2 separate regions of the Ovis aries genome follow, and region 1 is linked to region 2. Evidence: chromatin contacts called from public Hi-C data. All regions are on one chromosome and are shown on one strand. The core of a region is the stretch at or near the end of the contact, and the rest is flanking DNA. Distances in the headings are between cores, read along the strand shown.

Region 1 (5,481 bases), core at 1,979-4,478, 190 kb after region 2:
CTTCTCAAAACAAATGCATACTCACAATGGGAGCCCTAATCAAAACTCAAAAGGTTTGTCTGAAATCAGACCAAATCTGGGATATATCTTAACTGTCATTTTGAAGTCAGTTACTATTAAAGTTATTAAAAACCTGAAAAATCGAAGTGCCACCAGTTTCTTAATTAGGAAGAAAAGTTCAGGCAAGGCATTATATTTTTAATACAGAAAGCTTCATTTCTTACATAGCTAAACCTCTCTGAACATTTCCCTGGATTTTTTTTCATCCTGCAAACAAGGCACTGTCTGTCACTGCCTTTTTACAGTGAGGAAACAAGCGTAGAGAAGCTAAAGGTTAAGTAACTGGTCTAACACCTGAGAGTGGCTGCTTCGGAATATGACCTGACTGTAACTCCCCCACAATCCATCCTTTCCTGCGGTCCTCTCACATAGCACCCCCGCCACCCACCATGCCTCATGTCTATAGAGGAACTTGCTTTATAAACACTGCCTTTCTCACAGCATCTACCACAGGATGGCAAATAAACCACCTATGAGGAAAATCTTACACACTGCCACTATGACATCTGTGGTGTAGGCAGCTGAAATCAAGTAAGCCTGCTTTTCATCATATTCAATTGATGAGGCTTAAGTTTCTAAAATCCCTAGAGATGTACTCAAGGTCAGCTCCAGGATTCAAAATTATAGCCCAAACCCGTTTCCTTGTTAGACAGTCAGTCAAAAGAACAGAGCATTCTTTCTCACTGATTCATCTAATCTACAAAATTTTTTATCCATCGGTTTCTGAATTGTTAATATTACTAAGCGCTTAACAGAGAATAGCAATGAGCAAGGATCCTTAATAATGGTAACAGCTCCCAAAATAAGATATAGCAGAAAGTGTGGTATGTACAGTATTAAACAGAACATGCAGCTTTTATGGAAACAATGGGCTCTGACTCAATGGTTTAACCCAACTACACAGAATTAAATTTTATTAGAGCTAAAGTCTTTTTAAAATTGTTTTCATTAGGCCCTTACAAATTTATATTTGCAAATTGCTGGGCCAACAATTAGCATTTACTGAGTCCTTATTCAGTCCCAAGGACTCTTCTGTGTTCAGGGATTTAGTGAGAATTCATTGTCAGAACTGCCTTCTGAGTCTACCATCTTTCTAGCCTATGTATGATGGAGGTAATGTAATCTTATGTCACAGTTTCTCCACCAATAAACTGAACATAAAAAGAACCTATCTCAAAAAGGTTGTTTTATTAAATGAAGTTATGAATGTAAAGTCCTTAGCATGTGCCTAACATATGGTAAAACTTAGGGTCAAGCTATTGATTACCTGGAGGAACATGGCATTTTCTTAGTATATGTCCAATAGAATGACTTTACACTGTTTAATTATTAATCTTTATAGTGGACTAAAACATCTTATAAAAGCAGCATGTTGTAAGAATAAAGTCAAGTTTACTTTATTGATGGGAGAACAATTCAAACATGGCAGGCAGGGTTTACCAAGCTGCTTCAGGGATTAAGTTCTGGAAGGTTTTCTTCTCTAAGCATGGTAGCTATTTCTCTGTGTGCCTTTCCAGCAAAAGAACAATTCATGAACTTTTACATACAACTGGATACAGATTACTTTTATTAGCAGTGTTACTGTGGTTTTGTGACTGATGGGGATAATCTAAGTTTCAAGGGAAGACCTTGTCTCTTGACAGACTTATTAAGTGATAAAATCCAGTTTCTAAATGAAAAGCCTGCTCTCCTCCGACAAGGGGCCATGGAGGGTAGGTGGAACTGAATGCTTCCGAACTTTTCATTAGTGAACAGTGTGTTCAAAAACGTGTGTGGACACTATGCATACATGTGGGACTTTCCCATCATGTTTTAAGATTCCCATGATGGAGGGAATCAATTACTGGTATTCGCAGACAATAGGTAGAAAAGATGGCTTCAGTCGTTCTGAGTTACTCCAGTTTTCTCCATCTTCTGCTACTCTGCGGCCCCATCTACCCTTCCTCCTTTTACTGCCCTGAGCCCCTCCGTTGCCCAAAGTCCCTTCTTGTCTAGCTCTGCTTGAGGTCTCCCTCTATACTGGATTTCCCTCCCACGAGCCCCATCTTCACCATCTCCCCTGACCCCCTCCTCCTCTCCCTGGAAATTGAGCTACAAGCACTTCCTATTTCTAGCCCCTCCCACTTTCTGGGACTTCTCCGTCCGCTTCCCCTCTCTTCCCCACCCCCACCCCATGACCCCCCCGACTTTCTCTAGGACCTCTTACCAAGACTTTCTCCTACCTCCCAAGGAAACTATATTTTAAACTCCACCCTCCAACCCCAGAATGGTCTTTCCAAACCGTTCACCCTCCTAAAGATCGCTCTAAACGTTATTCCTCTACCACCCTCATCTTCCAAATCATTCCCTATGTCCCCCAATTCTTAAGTACTTCGCTCCTCCAGGACCCGACTCCACCCCACTCTTCTCCGGCCTCTCACTCCACCCACAAAAGCAGCTGGATCACTCTCCAGACAGTCTCTTCCTTCCAGTCACCCTCCCATCTACCGCTCCCAATAGCCTCTTCCCCCCAAGATTTAAAAATGTCCCCTCCAAAGAACTCACGGTCCTACCCCCCGCTTAGACCCTTTCTGATGTTCCCGCTACTTCCTGGGTTCCAGGTCTCCCCCACTCTCGCAAGCATCGCGTGCTGGGTTCCCTCCCCACCCAGGGAAAAGCCCCTTCCCGCACATACCTCGAGATTCCGGCCCGCGCTGCCCCCTTCTCCGTCCTCCGCCCGCGCTCGGCCACTCTTTCCGCCCTTCTCCCGCTCCGCCCAGCTCGCTCCCTTCCCTCCGCCTTCCGACTCCGCACCGCTCCCTTCTCCGCAATTCCCGGCTCTCCTACCCCGAGGGCGCCTCTGGGTCGCCCCCACCTCTGCGCGGCCCTCCCCGCTCCCCTCCCCCTTCCCGGCCTCCCCTCCCCCGCCCGCTGCTCCCCGCCCCTCAGCTCGCCATTCTTCTCCTCGAGCCGCGCGCCCCGCCCGGCCCCAGCTTCCTAGCTTCCCGCTCCCTCGCACCCTCGCCCCCCCATCCCCGGCTCAGCCCTCGCTCCCCGCGGCCTCCCGCGCTCCCTGCCCGCGGCCTGACCTGCAATGGCGGCCGCCGATCGCGGCGCCGCGCGGCCAACGGGCGACAACCGAACCTCCCGCCGCCGTCGCCGCCGCCGCGAGCACTGCCTGCGCACTTCCGGCCTTGCGCCGCGAGCACTTCCGGGGCAGAACACGCGGGCGCGCGCACGTGGGGCCGGGGCGGAGAGAGGCGAGCTCCCTAAGTGGCGAGCCCTTCCACCGGTGAGTTGGGGAAGGGGCGTAGGTAGTGGGGATGGAATGGGGTTGTATCTAGCGAGTGCGGCTTGCTCTAGGTCGGCCCCCCGGGAAACTCGCCGATTCCCCTCTGCCGAGGCCGGGTGGGGGCTACTCCAGACATCCCCGGAGAGGGAATGGGCGGCGGAGCCCTCGCGCGCCTCGGAAGCACGCATAGCCTAGCTGGGCCGAACGCGCCTTCTCTCCTGGCAGATTCTTCACCTTGAAGGGAGATGAGTAAAGGGGCGAACCTGACTCGAGTGCGTCTGTTGGCGGCGGCGGAGCTGGGGATAGAGAAAGTAATTGACAGATGCCAGATCAGTCCTGTCGCTTCATCCCGCTAAGAAGCTCTTGGTTTTTCCTGCCCATCAGCTCCACCGTCACCACCGTAGTTGAGTCTGTGATTTGCAGACTTAGCATGCAGTGGAGATGGAGATGTTTGCCAAAATGCAGGTTCCTTGACCTCCTCCCACCCCCAAAGACTGGAATTCTAGAGCTATGGATTAGTACCCGGAATCCTGCCTTGTTAGAGATCGTTTTGGTTTAGGAGTTCTGCGGACCTGACTTTGAGAGACTCCTTTAGACTGTCAACATTTCTTGCTTTCTTAGAATGATCGAGGTATTGATCCTCTTCTTAACCACCCCCAACCCCAGAAACCTCACGCACCAAATACGAAGGAGACTTTAGTTCTGCCTCGAATACAATTCCTGGAGAAGGAAGTGGCAACCCACTCTAGTATTCTTGCCTGGAAAATCCCATGGGTGGAGGAACCTGGTAGGCTACATACAGTCCATGGGGTCGCAAAGAGTTGGACACGACTGAGCGACTTCACTTTCTTTTCGAATACATTTGGTCAGCTCCTTGTGGCTCCATTCAAGCGCGCACTCCCAGTAAAAAAATGAGGTTATGTTCAGTCTTTTGCTCTAAGATCAAGTTTTAGATTCTCACCTCTCTTCCTGGAGCACTTCCTTTGGGCAGTTTGCGGGATTGCTAGGAGGCTGGGTGATGCTCTATGTGTTGCTTTTTGAATTTTTTTTTGTGGAAGAATCCTGAGCTTCTGGAGACTATTTGATAGATTCTGTGTGGACCATTAAAGCATCTTTAGTTGAATATTTTAAAATGAACCTCAGTCAGACTTCCCAGGCGGTCCAGGGATTAAGACTGGGAGCTTCTAGTGACGGAGGCAGGGGAACTAAGACCCCATATCCTCCCCACCCCCAGTTCCTGCCTGGCCTTCTCCCCACCCCCCAAAAATGGGGAAAAATAGAAATGAACCTCAGTGAGATACATTTGGAGTCTGCCACATAGAACCGTGGTACTGTGCTGCGCTTAGTCAATCAGTCGTGGCCGACTCTTTTCCACCCTATGGACTGTAGCCGGCCAGGGGCCTCTGTCCATGGGGCTTTTCCAGGCAAGAATACTGGAGTGGGTTGCCATGCCCTCCTCCAGGGGATATTCCCAACTCAGAGATGGAACCCAGGTCTCCCTCATTGCAGGCTGATTCTTTACCATCTGAGCCAGGAGGGAAGTCCAGAAGAGTGGTAATAAAAGACAGGAGATGTGATATACTGCTGTTTAACAATGATTCTTTTCTCCCCTCCTAGGAATGGGTGAATTTAATGTCCATCGAGTGCGTTTCTTTAATTATGTTCCATCAGGGATCCGCTGTGTGGCTTACAATAACCAGTCAAACAGATTGGCTGTTTCACGAACAGATGGCACTGTGGAAATTTATAATTTGTCAGCAAACTACTTTCAGGAGAAAGTAAGTCATTTGGGAGCCGGATTTGGTGGTGGTGATGTTAATTTTTTTTTCTTAAGTTTAATTCTGCAAAATCTTCTGTCTTTTTTGTATTCAAGGAGATCAGAAGAAAATGACTCTCCCCTACTCTCTCTGTTGTTTAGAAACAAAGAACAAATATACACTCTCTTGTCTGACTGATAAACTTAGAGCTTCAGTCTATGTAATGTTGGTTAGAAAGAGCCTACCTAGGAATTGTGGTGCTTACTGCCATTTGGAAACTGATGTTTACTAGATCTGTTGTCAAGATCATTGCTTCCTATCAGTCTCTGCACCATTGTAACTTTAGTAAAGTGGCTTTTCCTGCTGTGTTATTACCTATTTCACTGTTAATTC
Region 2 (6,283 bases), core at 2,877-5,376:
AAAGTTAAATGTGGAGTTATCATCAGTTCAGTTCAGTTGCTCAGTCATGTCCGACTCTGCAATCCCGTGTATCGCAGCACGCCAGGCCTCCTTGTCCATCTCCAGGTCCCAGAGTTTACCCAAACTCATGTCCATTGAGTTGGTGATGCCATCCAGCCATCTCATCCTCTGTTGTCCCCTTCTCCTCCTGCCCCCAATCCCTCCCAGCATCAGGGTCTTTTCCAATGAGTCAACTCTTTGCATGAGGTGGCCAAAGTATTGGAGTTTCAGCTTCAACATCTGTCCTTCCAATTAACACACAGGACTGATCTCCTTTAGAATGGACTTGCTGGATCTCCTTGCAGTCCAGGGGACTCTCAAGAGTCTTTTCCAGCACCACAGTTCAAAAGCATCAATTCTTCGGCACTCAGCTTTCTTCACAGTCCAACTCTCACATCCATACATGACCACAGGAAAAACCATAGCCTTGACTAGACGGACCTTTGTTGGCAAAGTAATGTCTCTGCTTTTTAATATGCTTCTAGGTTGGTCATAACTTTCCTTCCAAGGAGTAAGCATCTTTTAATTTCATGGCTGCAATCACCATCTGTAGTGATTTTGGAGCCCAAAAAAGTAAAGTCAGCTACTGTTTCCATTGTTTCCCCATTTATTTGCCATGAAGTGATGGGACCAGATGCCATGAATAATGGTGCTCTGGATGTTCATGTATAAGTTATTGTGTGTTTATACGTTTTTATTTCTCATCCCTGGAAGTGGAATTGCTGTATCGTATGGTAATCCTGTGTTTTAATCATTTGAGGTACTGTCAGATCATTTTCCAAAGTGTCTGTACCATTTTACCTTGCTCCCAGCAGTGTATAAGGGTATAAAGTTAATATTAGGTCATGTTCTTTCAGATAAGGCAGATGTGGACTTCTCTGGTGGTCCAGTGGTTAAAACTCTGCACTTCCAATGTAGGGGGCTCAGGTTCAATCCCTGGTCGGGGAGCTATGATCCCAAATGCCACGTGGCACGGCCGAAAAAAAACCAAAGAGAAGGCATTTGCTTTTGGTTTGGTTAGGTTTACGCTTTATGTATGATACTAATAAATTGGTGGATATAAATGCATGCTGCTTAAAAATTCAAAATTCATTCTCTGTAACAGTCACTTTTTCCTAAAGTTTAATGTTCACTAACCTTTTATTAAATTTTGCTGTTGAAAAAAATTGAGTATAACCTTCATAACATTGACCTGGCACACAAGTAGAGAATTAAATTGTTCATGGATAAAATAAGACATGATGATTTAGTGGCTATAATACTGTTTGCTTTTATTTAATGCCTCATTTAGAGACTTATGAAAAGGAAGTTCTTATATCCTGTTCTTCCTGTTAGTAGGCAAGTACTTTTCAGATAACATGAAGATAAGAAATTATACAGAACAGTCTAGAAAGCAAAAGTTCTGAATTAGAGAATAAGGCCCAAATAACTTTTAGAAAGATTATCTTCAGTCATATTCCAGCTAAGAAATACTATGATGAAAAATAATAAAATAGTCAGGTGTGGAATGTTAGAAAGACTTAAAAGTGCTGGTAGGGATAGGACTAATTTTGACTAAACTTTGGTACAAACTCCTCGTAGTGTTCAGTGAAAGTCAATAAATTGCTTTTAGAAGAAAAAGCAAGACAGCTTCTTTCTGGCAAGTGAATTAGCCTCTAAAAATCAAAGAGATGGAGAAATAGTGAGTCCTGTCCATTTCTCCTATTCTTGCCCCCCGTGAAGGGGGAAAATCCCCTCATAATGAACAGCTGAGTGAAGTAAAAACTTCCTGAAGAGACAGGCAAAACATTAGTTTGCTGTGGACACTTGATTATGCATAAGGACTGGGACCGTCTTGAAAGCAGGAAGGGGTACAGAAGGGTAATTATTCCCTCTACAAGGTTTTGGCAGCTCAGCTGCAGAGGGAAAACAGAGGAAATGTGTATGTTGGAGGAAAATGGTAAACATGGTGTAAAATTGAGCAACAAAGAGTATGTTGTCTTTATTAACTTTCTGCTAATACTAAATTATAGAGTACCGCTCAAAGGCAGGAAATAAGGAAAACATCTGGGGTGGTTGAATTGATCCAGCAACTCACTCGGAAACAAGAGAGGGTACAAGAGGGTGTTTTAATTTTAGAGAGGCATTTGGGAACGTTTCCAGCTCTGGTGTTTGCTCTCTTTCTTTTTGTGTCTTTTTAACAGACTAATTGAGATGGCACTCACATACCACACAATTTACCCATTTACATGCTTGATTCAGTTTTTTTGGTATATTCACAGTGTTGTGCAGCCATTACCACAATCTAAGTTTACAATATTTTTATGCCTCTAAAGAAATCTATTAGCTGCTATCTCCCATTCTCCTTGCTTTGCCCCTAACCCTAGGCGATCACCTATCTACTTTCTATTTCTATAGATTTGCCTATTCTGGATATTTTATGTAAATGAAATTATATAATATGTGGTCTTTTGTAGTTGACTCTTCAGTGTTTGATGGTTTTTTAAAAAAATATTTATTTGGCTTTGATTTATGTTTCCCTCATGGCTAATGAGGCATACATACTTCCCTGGTGGCTCAATGATAAAGAATCTGCCTGCAGTGTAGGAGACACAAGTTCAGTCCCTGGGTTGGAAAGATCCCCTGGAGAAAGAAATGGCTTCCCATTCCAGTATTGCCTGGGAGATCCTGTGGACAGAGGAGCCTGGAAGGTTATAGTCCATGGGGTCACAAAAAGAGTCAGACTCGACTTAGCAACTAAATAACAACGTGGCTAATGATGTTGAACAGCCTGTCTGTCTTACTGGCCATTTGCATGTTTTCCTTGGAGAAATTTCTATTAAGAGCCTTTGCCTGTTTTTATATTGGGTTATTATCTTTTTGTTATTGGTGGATTGTGGAGTGGGACTCACTCTCACCAGCAGCTTTTTCTGAAGAAATCCTCCTCATAAGTCACTTCTCGGTATCCGCACCTTTGATCTTTCCTTCCCTCTTTCCGAATGAGGAGTTTTTATGGTCTTGATCGCATCAAAGTCTGGTGTCTTACTTTGGAGTTTTAAGTGCATTTTATCTTGTTGCTTTACTTGACATTTCCAATTTAACATCCCATGTCAGCTGTGTTACGACAGATGTCCAACTGGCTGCCCTCTTAGTCTTGCTCAAAGTCCCTTAGTCCTCAGAGCCAGTTTCATCTCTGCTTTATACGCAGTCCTGATCAGACTGGTTATCTTTTAAAGACCACAGCAGAATTAGAAGTAACAGAAGTTAGACTGACTAAGGCACAGTGACAAGAGCATAGAAGATCAAGAAAGGAGACATAAAAATATACCCCCAAAGAGTATATTATCAGTTGAAAAACAAAGTATTTTGTGTTCTGTGCACTTTGTTTAAGAAGGCAAAGGTTACACACAATTCATCTTAGGTATAATTCCTTCCAGAATTGTTAGAATATAAATACGTTTTGGTATTTAGAGGAATCAGCTACCAGCTCTCTGAATGAAAATCTTATGGCAGGAGCAGTGACAAGGGAAGGCCTTCTTATGCTTGCATCCTTCACATGCGGCGCGGGCTGGGGCCGGGTGATCCTTGTGGGCCCGGTGGAATGTTCTTAGCAGAACAGGTAGTGTATGTACAGGCGCTGGTCGAGTGAAGTGAACACTTGGCGTAGCCACTTGTACTTAGTCTGCATAAGTAACTGTCATCATTGCTATGTGTGTGCTTTATTTCTGGTAAAATTAAGCTGAAAAAGGTATATGCCTCTCAAATAGCTTTTAGTTCAGTGGCATTCCTTTCTGTCTTCTGCCTCTGAGTGTCTGGAGCCTGATCTCTAGAATGTTTATATTCTTTTGTCCTCCCTAGTATGAAAGGGATTCATGTATTTTTCTTTACCTACAGAGGTGAAGAGAGGCCCAGATGGCATGGAGATTGGTTCTGGGTAGGACAGGATAGAAGAATTCCAGTTCTGGGAACTCCCTGGCATTCCAGTGGTTAAAACTCTTCACTCCCAATGCAGGGGGCCTGGTTTGATACCTGATAGGGAAACTAAGATCTCACATGCTGTGTGGCCCAGCCAAAAAAAGAATTCCAGTTCTTTCTGATTAGCACATTTCTTGCTTTTAAGAGAACTGGCCAGCATCCAATACTGGAGGTGGAGGGATGTTGCCTGTCTGTATTCCTCACTGTGCTTGCCCAAGACTCCCTAATGGCAGAATAAGTTTTAGGATTGGAAAGGCTAGAAACGACCTAGTTTATTTTCTACATTCTTATTTCCATTTTATCTCTCTGTTTCCAGGTTTAGGAAATCATGACTTTAATTATCCAAGTCTTTGTCCCACCCCACCCCTGCATCTAATCTTAATGAATTTCTAATGAAAGATTGACCAGTTTATTCCGCCTTCTGAATTTTTAATGATTTGTGTGGAGTACATTAAAATATTGAAATCTTAGAGCTGGAAGGAATTTTAGAAATTATTTAGTGTAATCCTTTTTTTTTCTGAATAGATTTTATGTTGTAGAGCAGTTTTAGGTTCACAGAAAGATTGAGTGAAAAGTATAGAGTTCCCATGTATCCCCTGCCCCTACATGTGCAAAGCTGCCCCCACTGTCAACATCCTACACCGGATGGTGTATTTGTCATGGTGGATGAACTGACATTGACATGTCAATATCACCCTAAGTCCATAGTTTACATTAAGGTTCACCTTTGATGTGGTACATTCTTTGGGTTTTGACAAATTAATCCCTCCTTTTACAGTAAAGGTAACAAAATCCAAAAGATTGTGAAGTGACTTGTCCCAAACCATATGAGTGAGTGGCAGAGCTGGTCCCAGGACCAATGTTTCCTTCTCTCTTTCTCTCTTACTCTTTCTTTGTTTAGAAAGATAATATTTGCACAAGGTACGAATTTAATAAGTGCCAAAGGCTCTGCAGTGAGACATTAGTCTCCTTTCACCTGTGGACGCTCCCTAAAGGCAGTCATTCTTTCTGGATGTTTCCATCTCCTGTTGAACTGTAACCTTGAATAACATGCAGAGAACTGGAAAAAAAAAAAAAATCCTTCAAGGATGTGGGAGATTCAAACAGTAAATTTTTTAAATGCTGCAGTTCAGATTCTGTGGTATAATGTAGTGAAAAGCACTTGGCTTTTTGAGTCAAATGGACTTAAGATTGGAATTTCACTCCAGGGTTGACTGTCTAGGTGATGTTAGGTCACTTAAATTTGACACTTGAGTTGCCTACTGGGTGAATAAAGTAACTTTTGGTAGGCTCATATTCTATAATAGGTGCTCAAAAAACATCAGTTCCTTTTTGGTTCAGGGAAACTCTGTTTTTAAAAGACTGTTTTATGCATTATGCTCTGAAAGCATGAACAGTGCAAAGTACTATATTAAGTAACTTGCTTGGTTCTTCTGCTTCTTACAAGTCTTAATTAAACTCAGTAAGTGCGTTAGAAATTCTGGAACACTACTAATCAAAAGGATTACTGGGATATTTTAGAAGCCAGCATTTGACTAGCTTAATCTTTAACAGGGGTAAAATCAAGTTCCAGCCTGTACTGAATTTCAGTGTTAGGATTTAGGCAGCTTGAGTCTGAATAGCCTCATCATATTTGTATTTCCATACACGTACATCTCTGCAGAAGATAAGGCCGTAAATTAAGAAAGCTGTTCCATTTACAGTAGCAGCAACAATAATAAAATATTTAGGACTAAATTTAACATTTGCACGTGGCTGTAAATTTTACAAAATATTTTAACATGAATTATCTTAATCAGTGCTTATGCTAAAAGCTTTAATGCCTACATTATACATGAGGAAGCTGGGACCTGGAGAGGTTTAAATGTGTTCACCCACTGTATAGATTTGAGCAACCATATAGGTAGCTGAAACAAAGTTCACACGCATGTTTCCTTTTTTTTCCCAATTAAAGTTTTTACTGAATTTGTTACAATATTGCTTCTGTTTTATGTTTTTTGGGGGGTGTGTGTGGCCATAAGACATGTAGGATCTTAGTTCTCCAACCAGGGATTGAACTCACACCCCCTGCATTGGAAGCTCGGAGTCTAAACCGGTGGACTACTAGATGCTCTTTCAGTGCTTCCCGGCGCTTTTGCAGCTACTCTGGAGGGGTGTCTAAAGGATGTGTTTAACAAAAGAATCAGCTGCTACCTTCAAGGAGCTCCCAATCAAGCAAAGAAAGAGTTACAGTAGAGTGTGATTTATAGTTAAGAGCGCCCAGAAACATGCCTCTCTTACTTGTCAGAGC

The links. A called contact is a pair of places that touch in the nucleus more often than the background predicts.
Region 1: a contact with region 2 is called in a Hi-C map of liver, with 2.7 times the contacts expected there. The contact joins the promoter of CHTF8 here to the enhancer-like site in region 2. A contact is called at or near these places in 9 of 16 Hi-C or Micro-C datasets (blood, liver, muscle and 4 more).

What each region holds. Positions count from the first base shown.
Region 1 is chr14:35,902,696-35,908,176 of ARS-UI_Ramb_v3.0, forward strand. CHTF8 (chromosome transmission fidelity factor 8) reads right to left here and starts at 3,229. Exons shown (of 4, transcript XM_015100514.3): 1 at 3,129-3,229. UTP4 (UTP4 small subunit processome component) reads left to right here and starts at 3,258. Exons shown (of 18, transcript XM_042231846.2): 1 at 3,258-3,331; 2 at 5,003-5,109.
Region 2 is chr14:35,715,460-35,721,742 of ARS-UI_Ramb_v3.0, forward strand. The region is part of intron 7 of HAS3 (hyaluronan synthase 3); the gene reads left to right. Among named protein-coding and RNA genes, the nearest start is that of TRNAG-CCC, 27 kb to the left of the region's middle. Within about 2 kb of position 4,127, at least 3 of the 54 cell types and tissues checked have an H3K27ac peak or open chromatin away from gene starts, as enhancers often do. A contact at or near this core is called in liver, where this site is marked.